Linked DNA regions of Sus scrofa: region 2 is linked to region 1. The links are chromatin contacts, called in public Hi-C maps. All regions are on one chromosome and are shown on one strand. The core of a region is the stretch at or near the end of the contact, and the rest is flanking DNA. Distances in the headings are between cores, read along the strand shown. Region 1 has its middle 57 kb from the start of ZIC5. Region 2 overlaps PCCA (propionyl-CoA carboxylase alpha chain, mitochondrial).

Region 1 (7,435 bases), core at 2,254-4,753:
ACAAAAAACTTTTTTCTAACAACATGTCCATGTTTTGGAGGTAAGTCTAGTGTCTTAAGTCGTGAGCTGCTTGGACCCTCTGCAATCCTTCATTTGCTGTGCACTTGGCACAGGCAGTTTATTGGCCCATTTTACTGCAGAGAGCCTGAGTGCAGGGGACAGAGCTAATATTGTACTTTGGGCATCAACATAGAAATGTCAGCAAGGCTGCTAATTATTCAGTAAATTAAATAGTGCTGCCAAAGCTGCTGTTTCTAATGTCCTACATTTGATCATGCTGTCTTAATGCAGAGCCAGCATTCAGATTCTATGTAAGTGATAAAGAAGATGAGAATCTGGCAAACTGGTTTCGGGTTCTCTACGTTTTAGTAGAAGTTATTTGAGAATGCAGTCTGAAATTCATGTGGGAACCCAGAATGATGCTTATAAATAACAAAGTTTAAGAATATAAAATTTGACTTCTTATTTCTTTGGGGGGAGGACATTATCAGAAAGGTAACAGTAAATGACTACAGAAACAGGTATTTTCAAATTATGATAAACATTCCATTTTAGATTACTGAGGGTGTGACCCCCCCAAAATCATTTTTCACAACTTCGCTTCATAAAGACCTTTTTAAGAAACCAGTCAGTCTTTGCATCATCTAAGGAATTTTACATTGTGACACATATTTGTGAAACTACTTAAGGTGAATATTTTCAAAATAAGTAGCAAATGAATGGGTCATGAATTTGCATGCACTGCCTCTGAAAATGAGCACATTTGAAAACAGTTTGTTCACAAGGCGCCATTGGCCTTTTTCCTTCCTTCTCCAAGAGCATATGTGTTGCATTAGTTCTCAGAAGAGAGAGCGTGTTTTCATAGCCTCCAGTGCTGCATTTGTAAAAATCATGATGATTTTAGGACTACACCTTCATTTTTTGAATTTTCAAAACTTGTCCCTTTTTACTCTTTTATTTTCTTTCGACAAAACAAAGCTCAGAGAACCCCTTTAAGAAATTTTATACATTCCCACAGAGTCCCAGTTTGTTGACCTTCAGGCCACAGAGTAAAACCTTTCTTTTAAGTCAAGCATTTCCCCATTGGGAAGCGCTCCAGCTTTTTCTTTTTATGAGGAATTTTAACTGCTGGACTTAATTTAATTATTGTATTTTGTACATACTCCCAGAAGCCCCAGGGCATGAGCTTTTCTTTTTTCAAAACTTTCAAATGAATATCTTTAGAAATGCACATTTCTGATGGTAACCTTACTTCTTTCACACGTATTTCTAATCTAAATAGCAAACTTGGATCATTCTGTCTCCTGACACATTCGTGGAGAGGCTTCAAACTCACATGGCTTTGCCAGAGATCCTCAGAATATAGTCATCTGAGTTCTGAGTGTGGGAGCCCAGGTTTCCTAACAAGAAAACAAAAACTGTCTCCAGTTGAACTACATTTTCCAACTTGATGGTTCTGGGCACATAGTCTTCAGTAAGAAGGGTTCCTGGGTTGCAGGCAGTAACGTGCTGGTCCCATGGCTACAGTCCGCCACCATCTGTCCCTATAGTTTCTATGAGATACTTCCCCCAACATCAGCTGCTCCTCGCGGATCCCAGCAGAGGCTCATGTGTGAACACACACACACACACAGTTGTCATCCCATGCTGATGGCAAAGATTCAATATCTTCATTTCTCATCTCTCTTTATCCATAAACATTTTCATTTGAGCCTTCTGATTTTCCCCTGGAAATTAAAAACTTGGACCACATCTTGACTCTCAAAGGTGAAAAATATTTGGGGACAGGGTATTAACTTAAACTCATTTGGCAATATTGGAATGTGGAACAAACATACATTTTCCAAATTCATAAGCTCTGCCCAAAATATTTCATGAGAGTTGGGCCACTTATGAAGTAAGCTTCATTTTAGGACTTGCGAGACCTCTGAATTTAGGAAGATGTTTGTAAGTAGAATTATCTGCTAGGTGAATCTGATTATCTTATGTATTTTAATTTAAAATGTAAAATTGCTAATAAATAAAATTTAAAATTCTAGAAATCACAGCATTTTGGTGCCAAAGAAGGCCTTTCCAGGTCACCTATGCCAAAGATCTGGATGTGGGCTGCATATTCGAATTGCCTGGTGGACGTTTAGTAAATACTCTAGTCTGAACCATCATTTTGCAGATTAAAAAGAGAAACACCCAAACACAACTCTAAAAGTTGCAATATGGCGTTTACATTTGAAGTCTAAGGAATAATACTATAACATGTTTTGGGGACTCCTGGCCAGGCGAAACTTTAAAAAGCAAGCTCACTCAAGTTTCCCTAATTATCCTTTGAGCCACACAAATTGTAAGATTTTTTTTGACTGATTTTTCCCATGTGATATGCTTTCTAATTTTATGCACATTGACATCCCTGACAGATCTTGGAAAAGGCTGGAATAGTCAAAGCCTTGAACTATCTCACATTTAACTTTTTTTCTTTTTTTGGGGAGGGTATTTTTAGGGCCACACCTTCAGCAGATGGAGGTTCCCAAGTTAGGGGCCCAATTGGAGCTGTAGCTACTGGCCTACGTCACAGCCACAGCAACACCAGATCTGAGCTGCATCTTCGACCTACACCACAGCTCCTGGCAACGCGGGATCCTTAACCCACTAAGCAAGGCCAGGGATCCAACCTGCATCCTCATGGATGCTCGTCAGATTTGCTAACTGCTGAGCCACAACGGGAAGTCCTCACATTTGCCTCTTAAAAGACGGTACCCTTGTGTGGATGGCGGCTTTACTTAAAAGTTTGCCCTCTTCACTGGCAGTGTCCTGCTTCATGACTAGTATTCTGTGAATTCATTTTTCTTACATATATTTAAAATACATACATTTGTCCCAGTGTCATCTGACGATCTCAAAACATTTGAACCATGGAGCTTTACCCTGTACCATTTTTATAAAAACAGAACCAAAGAGACAAACAGCAGCTCATCCGAGTGAGTCCCCTGAAGGCGAAGGGAGCTTTGCTACCGTCTCTGACGGCCTCTCCCTCTCGAGGGCAAGGGAGGCCGCGCGAAGAGCAAGGGCTCCTTCTGGTGAGAAGCCTTGGGGCCGGCTGTGTAAACGCTGGCTCTCGCCCGCCTCCCCCAAGACCAGCTCCTCCCTCACCTCTCCCACTCCTCGTCCTCCTTCTCCCCCTTCCCCTCAAGGAGGGCGCGCTGGCGGGTCGCGAGGGGAAAGGAAAGGAAAGGAAAGGGGGCGCTCCAGCCAGAGGACCTCCCGGGAGAGATCCTGGAAGCTTTGATCTCAAGGATTTGCCCTGGGCTGAAAGACCTCTGTTGGCCACTCCTCTAGGATCCTAATAAGGCCAGGACCTGGGATCACAGATGCAAACCCTTTTTAACGCTGCGATGCAGATTAAAGCTGTGGAGCTGCTGCGAGAGACGGTGTGTTAATACGTGGCACCTACGCAGAATGCGTGCAAGGATTCTCTGCTCCAGCGGACGTTAATTGAGTTTCTGTTGTGTGCCTGGGCTAAGTGACGTCACTGCGTCAGTGATGGGCTAAGAGGGAACTCCCGGGCTGGCCCTAGGCCCCTGTATCAGTGGTTCGGTCAGAAACGAAAGCAGCGGGGCGGGGCGGGCCTTTCTTATTCTGCAACCCCCCCCCCATTCTTTTCTAATTACTCTTCCTAATCCTTTACAACAGACATGCAAATTAACCAAGAGCGCTGCTCCAGGTCTGAGACTGGAAAAAGGAATAAAAAGGGAAGAAATCTCAAAGTGTCTTAGAGGTAGATTCTCATGGAGCCATACAAAAAGAATGTTTATAAAAAGATTAAAAAACATTAATGGCAAAGAGAACGGCTGAAAAGCTTGCCCTTGCTTATTTCACTGTCTGCTCCTACTCAGAAAAATGTGTGTTGCCATTTCATTTTGTCGCTGCTTTAAGATAACTAGAGGTAAAGAAAATAAGTCTGGGCAAAAATGAGAACTTGGGTGAGAGCTAAAGTTCATTATTATTATTATATTATTACAAGAGTGGTAAGACACTGGGCCAGAGAAAATTTAAAGTAATCATGTAAGGTTTTTGACAATCAAGCTTTATCTTTTTTGTCTTTTTAGGGCCGCACCCATGGCATATGGAGGTTCCCAGGTAGGGGTCCAATCGGAGCTGAAGCCGCCAGCCTACGCCACAGCCACAGCCACAGCCACGCCAGATCCAAGCCATGTCTGCTACCTACACCACAGCTCACGGCAATGGCGGATCCTTAACCCACTGAGTGAGGCCAGGGATCAAACCCGCGTCCTCCTGGATGCTAGTCGGGTTCGCTAACCACTGGGCCACAACTGGATCTCCTAAATCATTTTTTGGGTGATAACCTCCAAGGCCTGGAATCCACAAGGCTGGTGGCAGCGTGACTGGTACAGTTCTCCTGGGAAGTATTCAGCAATGGGCATCAACAGACTTACTGTCATTTACTTTGTCATCCAGCTGTGCCTTTTACATCTGGATCTGGGCAATTCTATCATCCTAAATATAGAAAAAGCCTCATTCACAAAGACAACTCACAGTCCCGTCATTTAAATTAGAGAGGTATGGGGGCCGTGGGAACCTGATGAAATATTAGCCACAAAGCTTGTTTCTGAAGAGAAAAATAAAAACCTTTTAAGGGATTCCTGTTGTGGCTCAGTGGTCATGGATCCAACTAGTATCTAGGATGACACAGGTTCAATCCCCGGCCCCACTCGGTGGGTTAAGAACCCAGTGTTGCTGTGGCTGTGGCAGAGGCCAGCAGCTACATCTCCAATTCGACCCCTAGCCTGGGAATTTCTATATGCTGCAGGTGTGGCCCTAAAAAGACAAATAAAATTTTTTTAATTTAAAAAAGAACTTCTTCTTTATAAAAAGAAAGAAAGAAACCTTTTCATAGAAAGTTTAAAAACAGACACCAAGCTGTATATGCAGAGTCTGGAGCTGGCCGGCCTGGGCTCTGCTGCTCCTGCTGGCTAACCTTCGGCAAGGAGGTAGCCTGTCTGTGCCTCGGTGTTATCATCTGTGAAGTGTGATAACCGTAGCCCGATCGAGTAGGATTGCTGTGAGACACCAGTGAGTTCGTGCTCAGAAGAGTACCTGGCACATAGCAGGCTCTCAACATACGGTACGGTAGCTGCTAATGTTACAGTGTGGTCCCAAGTCGGTTAAAAAGAAATCGCATTAGAAGAAAATACACCTCAATGGCAGCAATCTCTGTTTTAGGATGTCAAGACTACTGATCATTTTTACTTTGTCTTTTCCCTTTTTTGCATTTCCAAACTTCTCATTAAAGATGTATCAAAATTGTTAAACCAAGTTGGAGCTAATTACAAACAAAATCTACATTTGAAACCACCGCTTTTGATCATTCTAGGGTTACACCTAGAAGGCCCGGAGTAGAGAGGCCCCAGCGGGGAGTTTTCATAGGATCTGAAGCATCCTGGGGCCAGGACTGGGGTACCGGCTTCCAAGGACTCCTCCTGCCCTGGGCACCACGTCACTTCTTGTCACAGGGACAATGGGCTCGGCTGTGTCAGGTCACCAACTGCACCCTGACTGGCAAGAAAGTGATTCCCAGTCGCCCCACCCCCCACGCCCTGTGGGCACTGGGAAGCTCCTGCTCCTTCTCCTTAAGTAGAGATCTTGATGCAGTTAGCAGCCTCGGAGAATTAGAACAGCGGTCGAGGGAATTTTTCAGACACTGCCTCGGCGGTGGAGAAAGAGCTCCTGAAGCCTGTGCTCCTGCACTGCAGCTGTCCAGCCTCGGGATGCCTTCTCCCAGGGCGGAGGCCAGTCTGCTCTGTTTACACACCTGGACCTGGTGTGAAGGGCAGTTTGGAGGGAGGGGGGCTCCCCTGGCCATTTGTGGAGTTGTTCCCACTTCCCAGCAGCAGGCTATAGACCAGCCTTCCAAGAAATACCAGAAGCCAAGTGCACTATCTGTCATCACTTAATAAAGCTTCGAGCTTTTTTTTCTTTTTTTGGTCTTTTCTAGGGCCGCACCCACGGCATATGGAGGTTCCCAGGCTAGGGGTCTGATCGGAGCTGTAGCCGCCGGCCTAGGCCTACACCAGAGCCACGGCAACACCAGATCCGAGCTGCGTCTGTGACCTACACCACAGCTCACCGCAACGCCGGATCCTTAACCCACTGAGCAAGGCCAGGGATCGAACCCGCAACCTCATGGTTCCTAGTCGGATTCATTAACCACTGCGCCACGACGGGAACTCCTAAAGCTTCGAGCTTTGCATGTAACAAAAGGGGACGAAACAGCCCAGCCTCACATTGCAGGAACCCAAGAATCATTCCATCGGCTCCACGTGGAAAGGGCTTTCTCTTCTTCTAACGTTTAACTATTAGATCTAAGATGAGCAACAAGGCTCCTAGTAAATAAAATAGGAATAAAATAGGAGTTCCCTGATAATGCAGTGGGTTAAGGGTCTGGCATAATCACTGCTCTGGCTCAGGTTGCTGCTGTGATGCGGGTTCAGTCTCTGGCCCGAGAATTTCTGCATGCTGCAGGCAGGGCCAATTTTTTTAAAAAAGAGGAATAAAATAACTGTTTGCAACTTGACTTCATCACACAGTATGGAAAGGGGGGAACTGATAAGTTGCAATAAGCAGTAGTATTCTTTGAAAAATAGACAAGTGTGTCAAATTTAAACAATGTCAGCGTCATTTTTCTATATTTTTATGAGGTTGGAATTAAACCAGAGACAGAAAATGTATTTACTGTGTTCATTCCTAGCACCTAGCACAGTGCTTGCTGTTGACATTCGTTGAATGAATCAGTAATGCATTGATGGACAAAGGAGAGGTCTCTCTTTTGTGTTAGATGGGACATAGAACAATAACTCAGCACCCCACTCCTAAAGGCTCACTCTAGGAGTTCAGGTCCTGGCTCAGTGGTTAACGAACCCGACTAGCATCCATGAGGACGTGGATTCAATCCCTGGCCTCCCTTAGTGGGTTAAGGATCTGGCATTGCTGTGAGCGTGGTGTAGGTCGCAGACTCCGCTTAGATCCTGTGTTGCTGTGGCTGTGGTGTAGGCCGGCAGCTACAGCTCCAAGTGGACTCCTAGCCTGGGAACCTCCATATGCCATGGGTGCGGCCCCAGAAAAACCAAAAAAAAAAGGCTAAAGACTCACACTAGTGGTAGAGCCAGACACACAAATAAAAAATGACTCAAATATAATGTGACTGATTTCTGAGACCATACAACTAATAGTCAATACTCGTATTTCAGCTGCTCCTATGTGTCAAGTACTTATACATAGTAAAATGTAATTCTTTCCTTCAAAGTTCACAGTATGGAAAACACAAAGCATAGGAGACACAATACCACGAGGAAGGCCAAACAGAAATGTGGACTCGGCAGAGAGGCCACCTGGCTGAATTTAATTATGCAGACTCTGGCATTAG
Region 2 (7,435 bases), core at 3,087-5,586, 490 kb after region 1:
GCCCGGCTTTTAGACAGGGAGGGGGGCCAGAGGGCTGATTGCTTTCGGCTCAGAACAGTCCTCACGCCGAAGGGCTGCGTTTCGGGGAGGTAGGCTATAATTCGCTTTCGTCGTTTTCTGCTGCAGTCTTCTGGGCCAGCAGTTTATGACACAGAATTACTCTCATCTTAAATCTTATTTGCTTGGTCCTTACATGTTTTCACTTTGGAATTTCTGCTGATAGTCAACATTTTCTCGACTAATAGTCAACATTTTGGTGTACTGGATCCTGAGTTTCTTCAGTGAATGCATAATAGTGAAAATACTTTATCATTTAAAAAATCCTCCTAGGAATTCCCACTGTGGCACAGGGGGTTAAGAATCCAGCATTGTCTCTGCAGCACCCTGGGCTGCCGTGGAGGTGCGGTTTTATCCCCAGCCTCGTGCACTGGGTTCAGGAAGGGTCTGGTATGGCAGAGCAGTGGCTTGGATTCGATCCCTGGCCTGGAAACTTCCGTATGCTACAGGTGTGGCCTAAATAAATAAAAATAAAAAATCCTTATGAAGTCAAGGTGTTATCGAAGAGCTCCTGGCATTTGCACACCTCCCAGGCCTCTGGGCTCCAGGCCGGCGCTGAGGAATTTGCCAGGGAAGGCCCGGTTCCCCAAGGTCTTCTGCTTACTCTGTACTCTGCAGACAGCGGCACTCTCACTTGAGAGCAGCACAGAACGGGTCCCACAGAAGGGAAGGAGCAAGGAAGGGGGACATGGCAAAACGGGGCCCTTCCCCGCCTGTGTGCTTCTTTACATAACTGTGTTTTTATAACATTTCCTGTACTTTCCTGTAAGCTGATGCTGCCCTCATTATAGATTTTCAAGAGAGCGTTTCATTGTACCCTAAATTATATAGTGCTTTGAAAAGGTACCTTCTTACTGCTTTACCACATACCTTATAAACGCGTAATTACATAAAACAATTGAGGACTCAGAATGGAAGCAGCCTGTACTGTTAACAGATGTTGGTTGGTATCGTTACTTAATTGAGTAGAAGGCTTTCAAAGATCTATAATATTTTTCTGGTGTAAAAAAGAAAGAAATGACTCATTATGGTCATAGTGTGTCACGGAGGCTCCGGAGCAAGCAGAAGGCACGCGTTCTGGTCGCGAGTTCTGTACAGGGTCTTGTCAATGGACTTGCCTTTGTGGACGGCAAAGTGCCACTTATCCCAGCAAATTACCTTTGTGCCGTATGGTAGACAGCTGGGCACCTGGGCGAGGCAGAGGCTGGGCCCCTCTATGCGGGCCACCTGCACACAGCGGCCCACGCGCCCAGCTCCGAGGAGGCTGCTGCGGTAAGAGACGCTTGCTGGGACCCACTGGTGACTTGCTCTCTTAGTCCCTTCCCTGGGACCAGGAATGAGGCTGGCTCCCTGTACAGGAGGGTTTTTGCTTTTTGTTTTCTTTTCTATCATTTTTGGGTCCATATTAAGACACAAGCATTTCAGATGACAAGGAAAGTAACCTCAGTGGGGCCCCACCGGGGAAATAAATCCTTTTATTAAGGGCTGGATTTAATGTTTAATTTCATTTTCAGCACTATTGTGCAAAAGGAAAAGTTGCTGATCTTAGGATATTAGAATTGCAGGACCCTGGTGTTTCCGATTAAGAAACGCAATAAGAAAAATGAGGTTAGATTTTTGTATGGTTGACAGTCCTCCCTGTATGTTCCTCTCTGGGGAAGGTGTCTTTTAGGAACTAGCTGGAGATACATACAGACCCACTTCATCCAAGGGTCTGCTGTTAGCCTGAAGGTAATTGTTCGTTTCTGGAAACCTTTCCCTATTTTAGCCAGAATTTTGGAAGATGAGCTGCTGAAATGACTTCACACGTTTTCGTGGTTTTGTCGGAATTTTCCTCCCATCTCTATTTTTGTGATTCTCCGAAACTGCCCTTAGAGAGGTTGCTGCTCACGGCTGTCGAGATTCTTTTGTGACGCGCTGAAGTTCAAGAACCAACTCAGCAGTTAAAAAATGAAACCCCGAGGATGGATTGATTCATAAATGCAGGCGGACGTGTTGAAAGTGGCACATTATGTCACCGCGGCGTATCGACATTGTCAATTACATGTCCTTAAACAGCGAACCTGACTGAATGATTTACTTTGTGTTTAACTGCCTTTTTCAATTAAAGGGAGCGAATGCTGAGGAGCTGGGCCGCAATATCAGAAACCATATATTTTCTCCTGTTAACACCAGCATCGCTGACCGGCAAGTGAGGGGCCTGTTGGCGGTTTGCTGTGGGCTCTGCTGCTCTGGTTTAAATGGTCCAAGAAAGTGACGAGTGGGTGGGAGCACCTGACGCCGCCTCCAGATCTTTTCGTCGGTGCATTTCCATTCTGTCCTTTCGCTGCACGCTTGGGAGGTGTTGTTTCCGGGTAGCTCGAGCTATTTATTTTGCAGGCATTTGTTTCCATTTCAAGGGCCCTTGATGTTTCCTCATAGTCTTTTTTTTTTTTTTTTTTTCTTTCAAAGCATTATTTCGCATAATGACCCAAACCTTAAACTGTTGAATTTGCAGTTGCAGTACAGGTGTTCTGTTGCCCCAGCCAAGGCTCTCTAGACTCCCCCCACCCAAGTTGCAGGGGCGATAACTTGAACCAGACGTCCTGGTTTCTTGGGACCTGGTTTTATTATCTCACACGTGAATATGGCTTTCATATTTCCCAAGGCTAAGCCGTGTGTAGTAGTCCTTAAGTGTGCATTTGCAGTAGATGGATATATTAACTGTTACTCTGAAGCTGAGAATTTGAGCTATTAACTGACCCACTGTATTTGTTCTCTGTGTAAAGTTTTGTTATAACAGTGCTAATTACTAAGCAGCTGAATTTGTGAAAAAGTGCACAGCAGTAATTTGCACCTTGCTGTTGCTTTGCTATTAAAAAAAATTGTGAACACATACACGGGTGCACGCACTCGATTTATGAGCTTCGGAAGAGCACGTTTATCCATGGACCTTGAACAGTTGGGCTTCTGGAGCAGAGCATTTGGTGTCTATATTTGGGCTTCTGAGATGCTCCCTTTACCCTAAGAAGAGCTGTCGAGTGCTGAATAGGACATTTTGACAAGGAGGAGCAGCATTTTCAATTACTATGTGCTTTTGTTTATTCTTATTTTTTGCCAGTTTCAGGGGGTAAAAAACAAGGAAAAAAAAAGACCTTTCTCGTTCCTTCCTGTGGATGTGAAATCATGAGCGGAAGCGGTCAGGTTGTGGGGGGGTGGTATTGCCATTGTTTCAATGGCGGATGAAAATGGTTCTCGTCTGTTGGATTCACATCCTCAGCCAGTGCATCACTGAAGTCTCATCACACACCCAAACCAGCACACTTTTGTGTTGTGTTCTGTTTGGGTCCCCAAGAACAACTTCAAGTCTTGGGGGAAGTGTATTTTTTGCCCCGTGGATGTAACAGAAACATCCGCTTGAGGTAGTTTCCGAGTTCACTTAATAACCGGAGAGCCAAAAACTCAGGGCACTCTGGCTGTTGGAAAACTCCGTGTTTTTTTTGGTTTGTTTGTTTTTTTATTAGGTATATGCAGATTAATCCCACCCACCTCTTGTTTGGATTTCTGGCAGCCGGGAACTTGTCAAAGAAATTTGTGTTTTTAAAAAGAAATGTGGAAAAACGAAATTTTCTTTCGTGGTGCCAGAGTTTTTCTGTACTTTTAAGAAATCCTGCTCCTGGGCAGCGGGAAAGGTTTCAAAGGAACCTCATCTCCATATGGTTTTCCTCGATAATCCTTTATCCACCATCTTCAGCCCTCATTCCTTTGCTTTCTTGCCTGTGGCTACATTTCTATCTCTGCATCAATTAGCACAGTGATTTATACAACAAGCAAGCAGTTTAGAGGTAATGGTACACAATTAACATCTCATTCCACCATAAAGGGTATGCTAAATACCCCAGTCATTGCTTTCTCTGCCTGGAATTGAAATAAGTGTTTGTCCTAATTCATATGCTATCTGATGTGAAGTGGGCCTGCTTTGTACTACACTAGACCATTAATCTAATTACAGATAGCTGCAAATGAAGCGCTGTCTGAGCTGGGAGATTGAAGAAAATAGCCTTTTGTCATTTCGCGTGACTCTGTGAAGCAAGATCACACTTTACAGGGCAATCCTGCAAAATGGAGATCTCAATAATATTGCTGCCTGTTGCATCTTTTCTAATTACAACAGCATTGTAAACACAAGCGGTCGCTGATATAAATAGAGCTGTAGATATGCTGTCATGGGGGTTGTCAGAGACAGTCCTCCGAGTGCTGTTGGATTAAATGATGCATCCTGATTGACAGCTACCTTGAGACTGTGCCGATGGAGATGTCACAGCATTATGCTAACAGGCTGCCCGGTGACTGCAGCTGTACCAGGCACTCTAACTGCTGTCTGTTCCTGTCACCTGCCTCGCCTAGCTGGTACCTCCAGGAAGACAGCGATGGGCCTTCATTCTGAATGCTTTTAGGATTGTTTCCGGGACATGTTTGTTGGTTTGGTTTTGTAGGCCCGGTGCTGGAGTTAGAGGGGAATGTCTTTTGCCTGGCTTCGAACCCATGCGTTGTGTGAATTGAGTGGCTCATAAAGCGCTTAGGAGTGGAACACAAGGTTGAATGACAGTTCTGATTTCACCTGAACGCTTTAGATTTTGTGCCTCTTTTTTCTACTTTTCTGAAGCACTGGTGTTTTCCAAGACGCGTCTTTTTCTTTCTTTTTTGCTCACCCTCGTGGCATGTGGAAGTTCCTGGGCCAGGGATTAAATCCGTGCCAGAGATGTGACCTGCACCACAGCTGTGGCAACACCAGAGCCTTAACTCAAAGTGCCACAGCGCGAACTCCCCAAGGTGCCTCATTTTTTAAGTTTTATTGAAGTAGAGTTAATTTACAAGACTGTGATCATTGCTGCTGCTGTACAACACAGTGACCCAGTCACACACAGACGTCATTTTTGCCGCTACCCATTTCTGTCCCTTTAAAGCCATGACAATTTATCTCTGGCTCAGAGTTAGGAAAGCAGACTTCGAGAGGAATAGTTGTGTGGTAGCTCGCCCTGCTGTGGCAATGAAGACACAGCTGCACATTGGAGACCCTTGGGATGGAAGGTAGAAAACTTGGAGGAGAGGTCCATGGGTTTGAAGAAGGGACGTTTTGCACCTTTCTCAGTGAGGGTTGGTGTTCAGCATGAAGCCAGTGCTTCCGGATGTTAAGGTAACTGATGGAAAATGACAGCGAAGTGTCACCACTGACCCTTGACCCGGTGATGGCCGAGAGGGCCCTCGGTGGACGCGAAGAAACATCAGCAGGGTCTCAGCTGCGCATATATATGTTCCTTGTTCCGGGAGGAACGACACGGGTAGGAAACGTGGGGCTGAGCCTGCTTTAAGAGGCTCTGAAATGCCAACTGGAAAAACATGTCAACAAACTGGAAACACGTCCGCGGCGCCCTCGGGCCCCTGAATCTTCGAAGCGCGTGAGCGCGTGGGATGCGTCAAACCACCGGTGGCTCTGGAGGCCTGGGAAAGGCCTGGTTTAAGCTCCCAGAGGAGGGGCACAGGCTGAACTCACACACCACAGCAGATGGGGCTCCTGATGACCATCTGGGTGCCGTGTGTCCACAGGGTGGGGATGGCCCGCCGCTGCCCCAGGCGCCGAGCAGGGTGCTTAAGCAGAGGCCCCTCGGGTGTTTAACCAAGTTCTGGTACAGAGCGTCCCCCCCCCCACAGAACCATGACTGGCCCCCCCTTCACCCCAAGAATCCACTGGACTCCGCCCCCCACCGTTCCGCCTCTGTCCTTTCCCTCGTTGAGAGCTGTATGTTCATTGTTAAAACAATGCCATTGTGTTGCTTTGAATCATCCAGCTCTTGCGCTTTTCGTCCTGATGCTTTTATGCCTGGTGTGATTTTTCCTTCTTTCCTTTGAAGTTTTTGGGAGAAATTTTCTCCTTAGACATGGTTTTACATGGCAGACACCACAAAATTAGCTTGCTTAGAAACCGGGGCCAGGGTCGTTGGCCCGTAATTAGGTATCAGGTACGGCCTTTGCCCAGCTGTTGGTGCCTATGGGCCGCGGAGCCCGAGCCCCGGGGCACCTGTTCTCTGCTCTGCTCATGCTGTGCCGTGTGTTTTCATTTGATTGTGGTTTGGAGGCGTCTCCCTAAACCCGCAGGGCGAGGTGCCCTCTCAGCTCCCACCAGCAAGCGACTTATCATCCTCAAGCAGACATTTGTCATGGCCTGGGTCAACCTAGATTGTGCTTCTCTGTCCTGCCAGCGAGCCTTGAACACCTTGGCCTCCAGCCGCCAAAACATGGTGGTTCATCTGCTTGAAAACCGTAACAACAACTTAAAATCGAGACTCTCCGGGGAAGTTCTGCAGAACCCACCAGAAACAGTCAAATACCTCGCATGAAATCAAACTGCACGCGGCACAGGGCGTTCTCCTGAAATCTCGAACCTCTCTGCCCCGTGTCCTCTAAGAATTCCGAAGAACCAATAAACAGCAGTTTTGATCATAAGCTTTGAAAGCCCTAGTGTACATTCTTAAATGACTTCTTTTCTGGGGCATCAAAAAGCTTTTACAGTTCTCACTAGGCACTTCATTCTGATGGGCCCATATGCTGCTCTCCACTTAGCTCCCATCCTGGCACGGGCGAGCCAAGAGGTTGTTTTAAGAAGGCGTGTTTGTGTGGGCATGCCAAAGGGGTCAGGACAACATCAAAGGTAGTCTTAAAAAGAGAACCTTCTCTCCGGCCCCTCTTTTTCTATTCAGAAAGGTCATGTCTAAGCCAACTCTTTCCAACAGGGCCTCTCCTGAGGCATTTACGCCGTTGTTATTTTTTACTTGTGATTACAATAAGTCGCTTATCCCCCAAACAGATTTAAGAACAATAAACAAATACAAAAGGAAAAGGAACATCTCATCAATAACAAAGACCGCATCTAAAGGCACTGAGTTCTGTGATTCCTTTACATCTCTTTCCAAGCCAAGCAGGAGTCCTACAGAGAAAGGAATCCAGAAGATATGAAAATTATAAAAATAGTCAAAGGATCCAGTTTTAGTCAGGATCTTGTCATTTCTGGGGCGAAATGGAGCCTGGGACAAGCTTAGCACTTTATTTATATTAAGACTTATTTGCGATGTAGCTGAAGTTAGTTCGGAAGGTATCCGCCATGGTGAAATGTGATAAGTCGTCCTCTTCTCCGTGTAGGAAGATACTTTCCCCAAATTCATATTTTGAAGGCACATTGTGCAAAAAGCAAGAAGAAACAAAAGATCTGTGTTCGGCGGGGAAAATGAGCAATGGCCGCAGGAGTGGCCCAGGCAGGTGCCGGCTAGAAAAGTAACTTTTTCTGTTGACTCCGATGCTTCTAGTGATGTTGGATTTTCTTTTCCAAAGCAGACAGGGCACA

Evidence for each region. A called contact is a pair of places that touch in the nucleus more often than the background predicts.
Region 2: a Hi-C map of epiblast stem cells shows a contact between it and region 1, with 2.1 times the contacts expected there. The contact joins two enhancer-like sites. A contact is called at or near these places in 9 of 47 Hi-C or Micro-C datasets (embryonic fibroblasts, epiblast stem cells, mesenchymal stem cells and 4 more).

What each region holds. Positions count from the first base shown.
Region 1 is chr11:68,769,343-68,776,777 of Sscrofa11.1, forward strand. No RefSeq gene overlaps it. Among named protein-coding and RNA genes, the nearest start is that of ZIC5, 57 kb to the right of the region's middle. Within about 2 kb of position 3,504, at least 8 of the 83 cell types and tissues checked have an H3K27ac peak or open chromatin away from gene starts, as enhancers often do. A contact at or near this core is called in epiblast stem cells, where this site is marked.
Region 2 is chr11:69,263,060-69,270,494 of Sscrofa11.1, forward strand. All of the region lies in intron 21 of PCCA (propionyl-CoA carboxylase alpha chain, mitochondrial), which reads left to right. Among named protein-coding and RNA genes, the nearest start is that of GGACT, 83 kb to the right of the region's middle. Within about 2 kb of position 4,337, at least 3 of the 83 cell types and tissues checked have an H3K27ac peak or open chromatin away from gene starts, as enhancers often do. A contact at or near this core is called in epiblast stem cells, where this site is marked.